Linked DNA regions of Mus musculus: all the other regions are linked to region 2. A link is a contact called in public Hi-C and HiChIP or PLAC-seq data. All regions are on one chromosome and are shown on one strand. The core of a region is the stretch at or near the end of the contact, and the rest is flanking DNA. Distances in the headings are between cores, read along the strand shown.

Evidence for each region. HiChIP or PLAC-seq counts read pairs in DNA pulled down with a chosen protein or histone mark. Hi-C and Micro-C count contacts between places; a contact is called where the count stands out from the background.
Region 1: a Hi-C map of B cells shows a contact between it and region 2, with 6 read pairs. The contact joins the enhancer-like site here to the promoter of Ndufaf2 in region 2. A contact is called at or near these places in 1 of 39 promoter capture datasets (hippocampal neurons), 2 of 484 Hi-C or Micro-C datasets (B cells and bone marrow-derived macrophages), 1 of 115 datasets of contacts at active chromatin or transcription factors (astrocytes) and 1 of 9 other capture datasets (adipose tissue).
Region 3: a CTCF HiChIP or PLAC-seq map of the NIH/3T3 cell line shows a contact between it and region 2, with 7 read pairs. The contact joins the enhancer-like site here to the promoter of Ndufaf2 in region 2. A contact is called at or near these places in 3 of 39 promoter capture datasets (the SN4741 cell line, frontonasal cranial neural crest and hematopoietic stem and progenitor cells), 1 of 15 datasets of contacts at CTCF or cohesin (the NIH/3T3 cell line), 19 of 484 Hi-C or Micro-C datasets (the AML12 cell line, B cells, CD8 T cells and 13 more), 7 of 115 datasets of contacts at active chromatin or transcription factors (bone marrow-derived dendritic cells, bone marrow-derived macrophages, effector CD8 T cells and 4 more) and 1 of 9 other capture datasets (adipose tissue).

The regions. Positions count from the first base shown.
Region 1 is chr13:107,855,584-107,859,419 of GRCm38.p6, forward strand. The region is part of intron 5 of Zswim6 (zinc finger SWIM-type containing 6); the gene reads right to left. Among named protein-coding and RNA genes, the nearest start is that of Zswim6, 33 kb to the right of the region's middle. Within about 2 kb of position 1,633, at least 16 of the 459 cell types and tissues checked have an H3K27ac peak or open chromatin away from gene starts, as enhancers often do. A contact at or near this core is called in B cells, where this site is marked.
Region 2 is chr13:108,156,145-108,160,058 of GRCm38.p6, forward strand. Ndufaf2 (NADH:ubiquinone oxidoreductase complex assembly factor 2) reads right to left here and starts at 2,481. Exons shown (of 4, transcript NM_001127346.1): 1 at 2,299-2,481. The coding sequence starts at 2,425. Ercc8 (excision repaiross-complementing rodent repair deficiency, complementation group 8) reads left to right here and starts at 2,594. Exons shown (of 12, transcript NM_028042.4): 1 at 2,594-2,726. The coding sequence starts at 2,650.
Region 3 is chr13:107,872,069-107,875,844 of GRCm38.p6, forward strand. The region is part of intron 5 of Zswim6 (zinc finger SWIM-type containing 6); the gene reads right to left. Among named protein-coding and RNA genes, the nearest start is that of Zswim6, 16 kb to the right of the region's middle. Within about 2 kb of position 1,478, at least 37 of the 459 cell types and tissues checked have an H3K27ac peak or open chromatin away from gene starts, as enhancers often do. A contact at or near this core is called in the NIH/3T3 cell line and embryonic stem cells, where this site is marked.

The DNA of each region.
Region 1 (3,836 bases), core at 383-2,882, 300 kb before region 2:
CATTGTGGGTGGGGCCATCCCTGGGCTGGTGGTCCTGGGTTCTATAAGAAAGCAGGCTGAGCAGGCCAGGGGAAGCAAGCAGGTAAGCAGCCGCTCTCCATTCATAGCCTCCACATCAGCTCCTGCCTCCAGGTTCCTGCTCTGCTTGAGTTCCTATTCTAACTTCCTTCAGTGATGAACAGCGACGGAAGCGGAAGCGGAAGCCAAATAACCTGCTCCTCCCCAACCAGCTTTTCCACCGTGGTGTTTCTTCATGACAATATAAACCAACTAAAACAATACCAAAACACTGATTTTACCTATCTCCCAGAATTCTAACAGTAAACCATCTTAAGTTCAAAACAGGAACACAGCACCTGGTGACGGGGTAGGGAAACTTAAGACTCAAAATAGACAAGGCCAACTTGTGAAAGGCCGGTAGGCAGCAGTAAGAATGTTGGCCTCAGACATAGTAAGAAATCAGTAAAAGATCTTAAACAGAGAAAGGACACCATCCTACATGCTTTTTAGATGACCTGGTCCAGACAGAAGACAGTTCACTGAAGAGCAGCGGGAAGGGCAATAAAAGGCTCTACAATGACCCTTCTGTCGCCACTGGACTTAGGGAAGGCAACAAGACTGATGTCAAAGGGAGATGTTACCAACAAAAGCTATCAGGGGTGGGGAAATTAGAAGTGGTGAGGCAGTGATAACTTCCTGGTTTGAATAACTCAGGGGATGGTGGTAGTGCTCACAGAACCAGAGAGCAAGCAGAGAAAGACAGATTTGGGAGAAACCGAGTTAAGCACGAATCACAAACGGCTAAGTAAGGAACGATAACACAGTGAACAGCTTTGGACTCCGTGAGTCCGTTCCTCGGGAAAGTAAACATTTGAAGCTGGCACACAGCTTCTTGACAGGCGATGAGCTGAAAAGGGCCCAGGAAAGTATCCAAGGGGGAGCCTTACTGAGAAGGCTAGGGTAGCCAGGAAGTAAGATAAAAATCAGAAAGCTTGGGTTTAGGAAATTCAAGGAAGGACTATGTTACTAGAGTGGTCTTGCAGTCAGTCTTGCGGAGACCTGTCTGCTTCTCACAGCAAGATCTTAAACGGAGAAAGCCCCACTACCTCCAGCACCAGTGCACGTCTATGGGTCAGAGGAGGAGAGGAACGTGGACTACAACAGGAGAGCAGAATGGAGAATATGAGGTGCGTGTGATAAGTCAGACTTAAATACAGAAATGAAAATAAAAACAGGATGTTGAGAGAAAATAATGGGATTAGAAAGGCTAATGTCAAAGAAAAAACTGTGAATACTGAGAAATGACCCTCTGTGTTAAGCACATGCTCTACCCTTGAGCTACATCCCAGCCCAAAGAAGACTGCCTAATCTAAGAGATTTTTGTCATTTAATTCATTTAAATCATTCATGCCCAACAACACACAGAGAAAAATAATCCTCCTTTCAACAATGTCCTAGAAATACGGGGAGCAAACGGGCAGTGCTGAGTTCTAAGGACAAGGACGGTTTGCAGTGGTGTGGAAAAAGCACAGCAATCATGCAGTGAACTCATGAACTAAGGCTCCACCTCTTCAGCAGACACAGGGGAGTTCACTTAGAAGATCTGCTCACATCTGACCCACAAGGGAATTTTTAGGACACTCATATCGAAATAGAATGTGGAATTGAAAGTTCACAGGGCCAATGTTCGCTCACTAACCTGTAATACGCTTTCACAACATAATCAGATGAGACTAATGTGTGCTTCCAGTAGGTTAACTTCCTGTGATCTGTCTATGAAGTAAAGGTTTCAGACATACCTCGAAATAAAAAAATTAAAAAAAAAAAAAAAAAAAGCTGACTGCATGGATGGCTTAGTGACTCGCACCCCTTGAGGATCATATAGAGCACACCTAACGGTCTTGTCTTGAGGCAAAAGGTTTAACAGACCGCCCTGATAATTGCTCCCTGGACACTCTGACACCACGTGATCCTGAGATACAGATTCCTATAGAAATCTCACCTAAAAGGAAAATGATAACCATCTGGCCATCTTTTCTAACGAGACACAACTGCTGGTAATTACCCAAGAGCTAACAAGGCAACTAACAAGTACTAGCTAACAGTCCTAATAATCTGAATAAAAGCCGCAGGTAAAAGTGTTAACAAATTATTGACACACCACTGTGCAATAGAATTGTAAACTTTTGGTTGTGCTATAAAACCGTGTCAACTTTCAAATCCAAAAGTGGGATTTTTATTTCTGAGAAATGTTTTTATACCTTCATAATAAACACAGAAGGCTAGAACAACCATCATTAGTTTTAAGAGTCTAAAATACAAAAGAGACATCTCAGTGGCTTAAAGAGAAGAAAATGTTATAAACTAAAAGAAATACAGAACGGGGTGGCGGCGAACTCCAGACGCCAAGTGCAGCGCTCACACCTGCCACCTCACTACTTGGGAGACTGAGACAGGAAGAGCAAGCGGGAGTCCAGACCAATCTTTGGCTATCTATGTTTAAAAAAAAAAAAAAAAAGTCTCAAAAAACTAAATAAAAATAAAATCCAGGAACGGCAAGGAAATTTATACAAATCTAGATATAAGTCTAAACAAAACAAAACAAAACAAAAAAAACTGAATCACTCAGTAAAATCTTTCCACTGTCCTAAACTCCTCCAGGTGACAGCAGCTGCAGATACTTCACACTCTCTCCTCCAGGTGACAGCAGCTGCAGATACTTCACACTCTCTCCTCCAGGTGACAGCACCTGCAGATACTTCACACTCTCTCCTCCAGGTGACAGCACCTGCAGATACTTCACACTCTCTCCTCCAGGTGACAGCACCTGCAGATACTTCACACTCTCTCCTCCAGGTGACAGCAGCTGCAGATACTTCACACTCTCTCCTCCAGGTGACAGCACCTGCAGATACTTCACACTCTCTCCTCCAGGTGACAGCACCTGCAGATACTTCACACTCTCTCCTCCAGGTGACAGCACCTGCAGATACTTCACACTCTCTCCTCCAGGTGACAGCACCTGCAGATACTTCACACTCTCTCCTCCAGGTGACAGCACCTGCAGATACTTCACACTCTCTCCTCCAGGTGACAGCACCTGCAGATACTTCACACTCTCTCCTCCAGGTGACAGCACCTGCAGATACTTCACACTCTCTCCTCCAGGTGACAGCACCTGCAGATACTTCACACTCTCTCCTCCAGGTGACAGCACCTGCAGATACTTCACACTCTCTCCTCCAGGTGACAGCACCTGCAGATACTTCACACTCTCTCCTCCAGGTGACAGCACCTGCAGATACTTCACACTCTCTCCTCCAGGTGACAGCACCTGCAGATACTTCACACTCTCTCCTCCAGGTGACAGCACCTGCAGATACTTCACACTCTCTCCTCCAGGTGACAGCACCTGCAGATACTTCACACTCTCTCCTCCAGGTGACAGCACCTGCAGATACTTCACACTCTCTCCTCCAGGTGACAGCACCTGCAGATACTTCACACTCTCTCCTCCAGGTGACAGCACCTGCAGATACTTCACACTCTCTCCTCCAGGTGACAGCACCTGCAGATACTTCACACTCTCTCCTCCAGGTGACAGCACCTGCAGATACTTCACACTCTCTCCTCCAGGTGACAGCACCTGCAGATACTTCACACTCTCTCCTCCAGGTGACAGCACCTGCAGATACTTCACACTCTCTCCTCCAGGTGACAGCACCTGCAGATACTTCACACTCTCTCCTCCAGGTGACAGCACCTGCAGATACTTCACACTCTCTCCTCCAGGTGACAGCACCTGCAGATACTTCACACTCTCTCCTCCAGGTGAC
Region 2 (3,914 bases), core at 1,231-3,730:
AGTATCCTGATCATGATGAAGTTAGATGAAGCCCTGACCCACCAAAAAGCGAGATGTGTGCTAGTTTTATAGCGTTTGAATTTGAAAAGGAAGTTGTGCTGTGTCTGGGTGCTCTGTGTGTGCCAGCGCACATCCTGTGCACAGGCATGTGGAGGCCAGAGCTGGACGGCAGGCCTTCTCCTCTATCTATACTCTCCGCCTCATTACCTTGAGACACCACCTGTCTCTGGGTTGGAAACTTGCCTACTGACTAGGCTGGCTGACCTCTCGGAGCTGCCAGTCTGTTCCTACAAAGCTAGGGAGTAGGGTACACACAGCCATCCCTGGCTTTGGTGCTGGGGATCCGAACTCAGAACTTCCTGTGTGCTGAGCAAGGGCTGAAACCCAGTGAGACATTTCCTCAGTCCTGGAAAACAACTACAAATAAACTCAGTTCATTAGAAATAAAGTAAACAGTAAAGAAAAACTGAGTATCTGTATGTATCAATTATGTATGTATTATGCCTAACAGTTGAACCCTTTAGTTCAACTGTTGGTGCTGGTGGGGGTACAAAATGGATCTTCAAGCTGTTTCTTTTCTCTCTTTTTTGGGGGGGTGGGTGTTGTTGTTTTGTTTTTTTCCTTTGAGACAGTGTTTCTGTGTAGTCCTACCTATTCCAGAACTTGCTCTGTACACTAGGCTGGCCTCAGATTCAGAGATTCCCTAGCCTCTACCTCCTGAGTGCTGGGACTAAAGGCGGATGGGCCACTAGGGCCACTCTGTCTGTTTCTCACAAAGTTTAACCTACATCTCCAGGCTGATCCAGGCGTTCTCCTTGTAAAAGAGAAATGAACGCATTATATCTATAAGTCTCATCATTTATCTGTGACAGTCTTAAGACAGGGACTAATCCAAAGATCTATGAACAGGTGAGCAGGTAAGAAAACTATATATACTGCATTCCACACGATAGAACATTAGCAACAAGGTAAAAATTTTGATGCACATAAAGATGAACTTCAAAATAATGATCCTAAATACAGGACCCAGAAAGAAATCTATAAAGACATATATACAAATATTCACGTTTAAAACCTGTAGGAAACGAAGACCAATTTGTAGCATCAGAAACCCAGATCAGTGGATATCTGGGTACAGGCAGCAGAGGCAGCATATTTAAATGCTCAGTGGGCAAAAAAGTTCAAGGTAGTAAGTTTTAGAAAAGGGTTAAGTGGGTACTAGAGAGATGGCTCAGAGGTTAAGAGCACTTGCTGCTCTTATAGAAGACCCAGGTTCAAATCCCAGCACTCACATGGTGGCTAAACAACCATCAACTCCAGTTCCAACAGCTTTGACACCAGATACACAACTACACACCTGCAGGCAATACACACACAATTAATAAATCTTTTTTAAAGATAAGAAAAACATTTTTATAAATGTTTAACATAGTTAATATTGTGAGAAATTAATGAAACACAGTTGTTGGACCAGTCTTCAACCGTCCCAGTAGCGACAGACACTACTATTATCTCTTTCATGTAAGACCACCTAAGTGAGAAAAATGGACTTGTGCCTAAGCTGCCTCAGTCAGCGCTTAAACTCTGACCCAACTTCTTTCTCTGCGACTTTCTATACTGGAGCAATAGAGAAAAGTAAAAGACATTGTGTGGCCTGCTGCAAGGGGGACGGGGGAGGAGGGGGGCGGGGAGGTGGGGACAGAGAGAGTCAGAGACACACAGTCACAAACACACACACATACAAGGAACGCCCCCCCCCCCCCCCGGGGGGACGGGTCTAGGTGTAGCCCTGGCTGTCCTTGAACTCACTCTATAGACCAGGCCGACCTCGAACTCAGAGATCTATCCGCCTCTGCCTTCGGAGTGCTGGGATTAAAGCCTGGCTATAAAAGAACACCTCTTAACTAAACCGTTCCAGTTCTTGAAAACAGTTTTAGTTAGACACACATTTCTGAAATCGACCTGGACATTAGAACGGATCAGTGTATTCGGAAAGTTCTGGGTTGACAAGGACGGCGACAGACAGGGAGAGCGCGCCAGACACTGCGACACCAAGAACCGCAAACTCTGCGGACAACCCGGATCTGAAGACCAAGGCAAGGCACTGGCGCAAGGCCTTTCCCGATGCTCCCCAGAACCTCTGGCAGGACCGGGTCCAAACTTCGTCGCCCAAGGCAACCGCCAAGTCCTGGGACCCGGGACAGGGACCAGGGCACCCGAGGCCCGGCCCCCAAGTACGGCGGCCGCCACCCGCCCGGGACGCGCATCCATCGACCGGTATCCTCTCCTCGCTCTCACCTCTCCAGTTCTTGTACTCGGCGACGTAGTAGTATTTGTTCCCCAGATGGTCCGTGCCCACGTGCTCCCTCACCTCCCTGGACAAGGCGCTCCAAACAGAGCGCCACACACCGGACCACCAGCTCATGCCTGCGCCGAACTCAAGGTCTGAGGCTTCAACCCGCCACCGGAGGACACGCCCACGCTAAGCTCCGCCCACTGCCCGGCGTTTTCCGAGCCCCCCAGTAACGCCGCTCTCCGTTGGTCAGGCCACATCGCTGATTGGCCAATGAGAGCCCGTGTTGTTGCATCCCCCAGTTCCCCGGTCTGTCATGGCAGCGCCCAGGCCTCCAGCCGGTGTGTGGACCCGAGATGTTGAGCTTTTTGTCCGCTCGACAGTCGGGTTTGGAGGACCCTCTTCGCTTGCGTAGAGCGCAGTCCACACGGAGGTGAGTCACGCGCGTGTCTTTTCCTCTTCCGGTGCCAAGGGAGAGTCTGGAGCAGGGAGATCGGGTCGCAGGACCGACTGGGCTGAAGATGAAGTCGGCAGGAGCCGGAGGAGGAAGACCCACGTGTGCGTGTAGGGGAGAGTGTGAAGGAAAAACCCAGGTCACAGTAATTGTAGCTTGCTGTGTACATGAAGGATGTAGTTGGAAGTAACCAGGGAGCCGAGTTAGATAACTGTCACTCCAGGAGAGACCTGATGGCAGGCTCTCCAATGGCAGGACTGTGAACATCCTCACGGCCAGCTCACCCCACGGCCTTCCACTGGACCCTCACTGCCAACATGACTGCTTCTTATTTCTTTGGTGCGCTTTGGTTCTGTTGACCAATGCCTTTATTTTTGTAGAATTTCATGTGGGTTTATCTCTGAGGCACAGACGAACCTGCATGCTTTGACTGTGTTTGTAAACCGAGTAACAGGTGTACAGAAATCAATCGTACGGATTTCGAAAAGAAGGCATGTAAATAAGTCCCCAACCACGTGCTATTTATATAGTGGCTTGTAGATGAAATAGCTTTGGAGCTTTGAGCTTTATGGTGTTTCTTAGTAACTGAAATTTGAACAATGTTGACGGGGTCTAGTATTTAGTTAAATTACACTGAAATTATATATATATATTCACGCTTCAGTGAAGATTATTGTTTTGTTAAAGTAATGAGGTTATTCTTTAATTCTCATTTATTTTTGTAACTGAACTGGAAAGTCCTAATTTATTCAGAGAAGATGTCCTTCCCTGTCATCTGCTAGTGACAAAAGCATAGTAAACATTACATTTGGCGCTCTCAGGCAACATCTTTTAAAGGATGTTTACAACCTGGAGCTGTAATTCACATAAACTGGATATTGAACACGCTGAACATTGGTGACACAAGCCTGTGACCCCAGGTTCCTAGAAGCAGATGGAGGAAGATTTCTGGCCCAGCCTGGGCTACCGAAGCAAGTTCCAGGTCAAACTGAGCTGCATAATGACATATGCCACTCCACCGCACCCCTACAGAAAGAAAAATGAAATTTTCATGGTTGCGTAAAACATGCTGAGTGCTGACATGTTTTTAAGACCATCACCGTATCAAGAAGTTTAACACTTGCGCCCTAAAGCTTTGCTGCGCTTTGGTACCGCTAACCCTCCTCC
Region 3 (3,776 bases), core at 228-2,727, 290 kb before region 2:
CCACACCGAAAGCTGCAACCGCCACAAATAACCCCCGCTGGAGATGGCTAAGTTGAAAGAATGGCAACTCACTAATTTAAGAAGATACGGGAAAGCGCAAAAGCTGAGACTGGACGTTACCTAGAAAGACCCATCTAATCTTCCTCTTCAAGGACATCTGCTAAAAACAAGGGAAACCCAAGGCTGGCTTGTGTGAGCTTGGCAGACCTTTAAGGCGGTAATCTGATAGCAATAGAGTGACGGGGCAATGAGCCTCCATCACAGAACTGCTCACAACCTACAGTGCCCAGAGCCCCTCCCTTTCCTGCGGCACCAGCACTTCTGTTACACTGAGCGCCTTGAAGCATCTCCTCCAAACACTGCTACCATGTCTTCTCCTGAAAACCACGCTCTAATGAAAACGAGGACATGGGACGTTTTTCAAGCCAAATTCACAGTGTCACCAATGTTAACTGTAACTACTATATTTCTGTTAAGTCTAACAAAGAACAGAAGATATCTTAAACTAAGCACAGTATCAGCTCCAAGGAGCAACAAGGTACTACATCATGAATGGGCCATATAACCCCTACTTTGTGTAAAGATGGCTGCCACAGCATATTCAGCAGTCAGGAGACACTGTTCAAGCAGCTGTAAGATGATAAGCATTAGGGACAACGCTCAAAGACAACTCGACCTGACACATGGGACTCCTGGGGTACAGGTCCACAGCGGGCTGCCTGGTGCTACTGCTGCATAAGGATCCGGGCATCTCACGCACAGAGTAAGATGCCTTCTCAAGTGGGTAGAAACGTAAAAACCATGCTCGTAACACAAAACTGGCACTCCAAAAGTGGAGAGATTTATACAAATTTCAAATAAACGCTGACCCAATCCTGACCCCCACATACAATAAGACACTAGAAAAAGAGGCTGTTCTTCCAAGACTACCTCTAACAGTAGTAATTTCTAACAGAAAGAACTTTATACAGCAGATGCTTGGCTAGGATTTCTTACATCCATCACTCTGGCCTGCTACTTTTCTGTTTGATTAATGAGGGTGAAAAGATTAAAATGATTGGGGGTGGGACTGAAAAGGAAAAGGCAAGAAAAAACACTACTCCATGCAGACTGGAATTAGCCCACACTGTCCCCTGCAAATGGCACTATCGCAAGCCAGTGTCTACTCTGACCAAGCAGAACTGCATCAGAACTGCGGGACAGAGAAAGGAAGTGAGCTCTGGGCAAGAGTGCCACCCATCCCTCAGACCTCCCATTCACTTGCAACCTACAACTGGAAACTGGTTGCTCTTTCCCAATGTGTCAGTTTCTCAACCCATATCAACCAAACCCACATTCCAATGCAGCTAACAGTGTGGTAAGGTACTTAATATATACAAAGAATAGGGAGCTCTCATTGTCTAGGACAGTCTAACAGTGGTGGATGCAAATATACCTTCTGGGGAATTTGGGAGTAGCTCCAAGTGACTACAAATGTAAAACACGGAAATACCTTTCATGTTATTCATGTCAGAGGGGTGGGGTAAGGATAGATGAGGCAGTGCCTCCTTCTGGACAGTCAGGAAAACTAGTTCTATGGCAAAATATCACTTCTTTCTTTGAATCAACAAGCTTTTACTGAGATATCCAACTATGTGTAGCTGTCCTAGGACCCAGGGCTAGAAACACACAGACAGACATATACACACTGCACTCATGGGCCTTACAATCTAACAGGAGAAATGGGAGGGGAGAGACCACCAAAAAAAAAAAAAAATCATTAAGGTTTCAAAGGAAAGGTTTTTTATTTGTTTGTTTGTTGCCATAACTAAACAAGGTACTAACTATGCAAAGAAAGGTGCCCTAAGTGGCAGAGCAGCTTGGGCACACTCAAGGACAAGAGAAATATTAATGCAAGAGGCACATGAGGATCATGGGGAGGGCCATGCTGTGACCTGTGGACCTATGAGCAAAAGCAGGCCACTGAAGGGTCTACAAAAGGTTGATGCAAACAGCACCCTACTGGCTACGATACGTGCAGAATCTAAGAGCTGATCTCCACCTGTTCAAAGATTATATATGCACACTCATTGCATGTGCGTGCGTGCGTGCATGCGTGTGTGTGTGTGTGTGTGTGTGTGTGTGTATGTGGGTGTGGGTGCATGTGTGTGTATGGTCTGCTCTTACATAATCACGAATAAATCCAAGTACAGAGCAACTCGAGTTTTAAAGAGCTTTGTGGTATAAAATAATTGAGAAAAGCCACTAACATAGCAGCAAAGGGGAAATGCATTAACATTATACAGCTAGAAAGACTGGAGGTGAGATCCCAGGCTCCATCATCATGGCTTTCCAAGACACAGACACATAAAAAACACCCAACAGAACTGAGAAAGAAGTTGCCAGAGCAAAAGTGGTCCATGGAAGGGGCACAACCAAGACAGACTGGGCAAACAAAACTGGCAACCAGTCCATTTCTGGATAACCCACCCTGTTGTGAGCCAAACTTTGGAAATACATCCATACTGCTAAATTCTTGCTCAAATAGAATTAAAAAAAAGAAAAAAACCCCTCTGGTAAATCTTATTATACTTCAAAACTAAGTCTAAAAGTTTCAAGAGAAAGCCATCCGTGTTTTATAGATAAGTTTAACAAACTATTTATGTTAACCAGCCAATGTATCTTCAAAATGTACAAGATCTTATGGATGTCTTGAAGTTGTGCGCTTTTGCAAGTGGTCGCTGGGAGGGAGTTGTCAAAAGACTAAGTTTAGTTTTCCAAGTTTGGTTTGGGTTTTCTTTGAGGGCTGAGGGGAACTCGGTCAAACCTTGTGGCTGTTGCAAAACTCAGTTCTCCTGCTTCAGACTACCTAGGTATGACAGAGTCTTTACAAAAAGTGAAACAGCAAGTAAAAGGGCAAGGGCTCTCTTAACTCTACAAAGGTACACATACTGCCAAGGCTCCCCTGGGTAACCCACAAAGACTTTTCTGCATGGGAATGAGCCAGGCTTACCTACTCAAAGGTGTAACCACCCAATAAATGAACTGCTTTCAGAATAGGTTTTGGGTCAGAACTAGGAGAAAAGACCTTTCCAACCAGACGGAACAAAGAGGCTTTACACAACAGTCTAGTACCAGAACCCAACCATCTACCCAGTATTCATATTCTTACTAAGTCACAGCAACACATACTCAGAAAATTGAAGAGAAATAAATAGTTGGAACTTACATACCCCGGGCCTGGCATACCATCTATCATTCATTTAAATGACAGTTTCCATGTCTGCAATACACACACGGACTGATACTATTGATAGTTGGCTGTCCTGGATTTAAAATTCACCAACATTTTTTTTCCCAGACTACCAGGTTCATCATTCATTCCTAAGAAGATTTTTGTACAACTGGCAAACTCAGGCGACCTCAGAACCACATGTGGTGGAATATTTTTACATTTGTTAGCACCCTGCCTTTCAGTCCATTTGATTAGCTAACTGACGCTCCCCTCATCAAAGATGCATAGAACTCTGAAATCTGAGATTTAAGAGCAGGCATACTGATTTCTCATAAGAAACTGCCATTCGTTTCCTGCAGCTTTCACATTAAAAATGAATTCCATCGCTGAGTTCTCAAGTTCGGCTCATCTCTTCACTAACTGTAGAATCTCACAACCTACAGATCTACTGACCTTCACTGGACAGAGAGATCATGCTTCACCCCCAGTAGAAACCCATTGCACCTACATAATCTACCAGATTGTGTACTACAAAGGTACTCTGGAGCAAGAACGAGTGCCA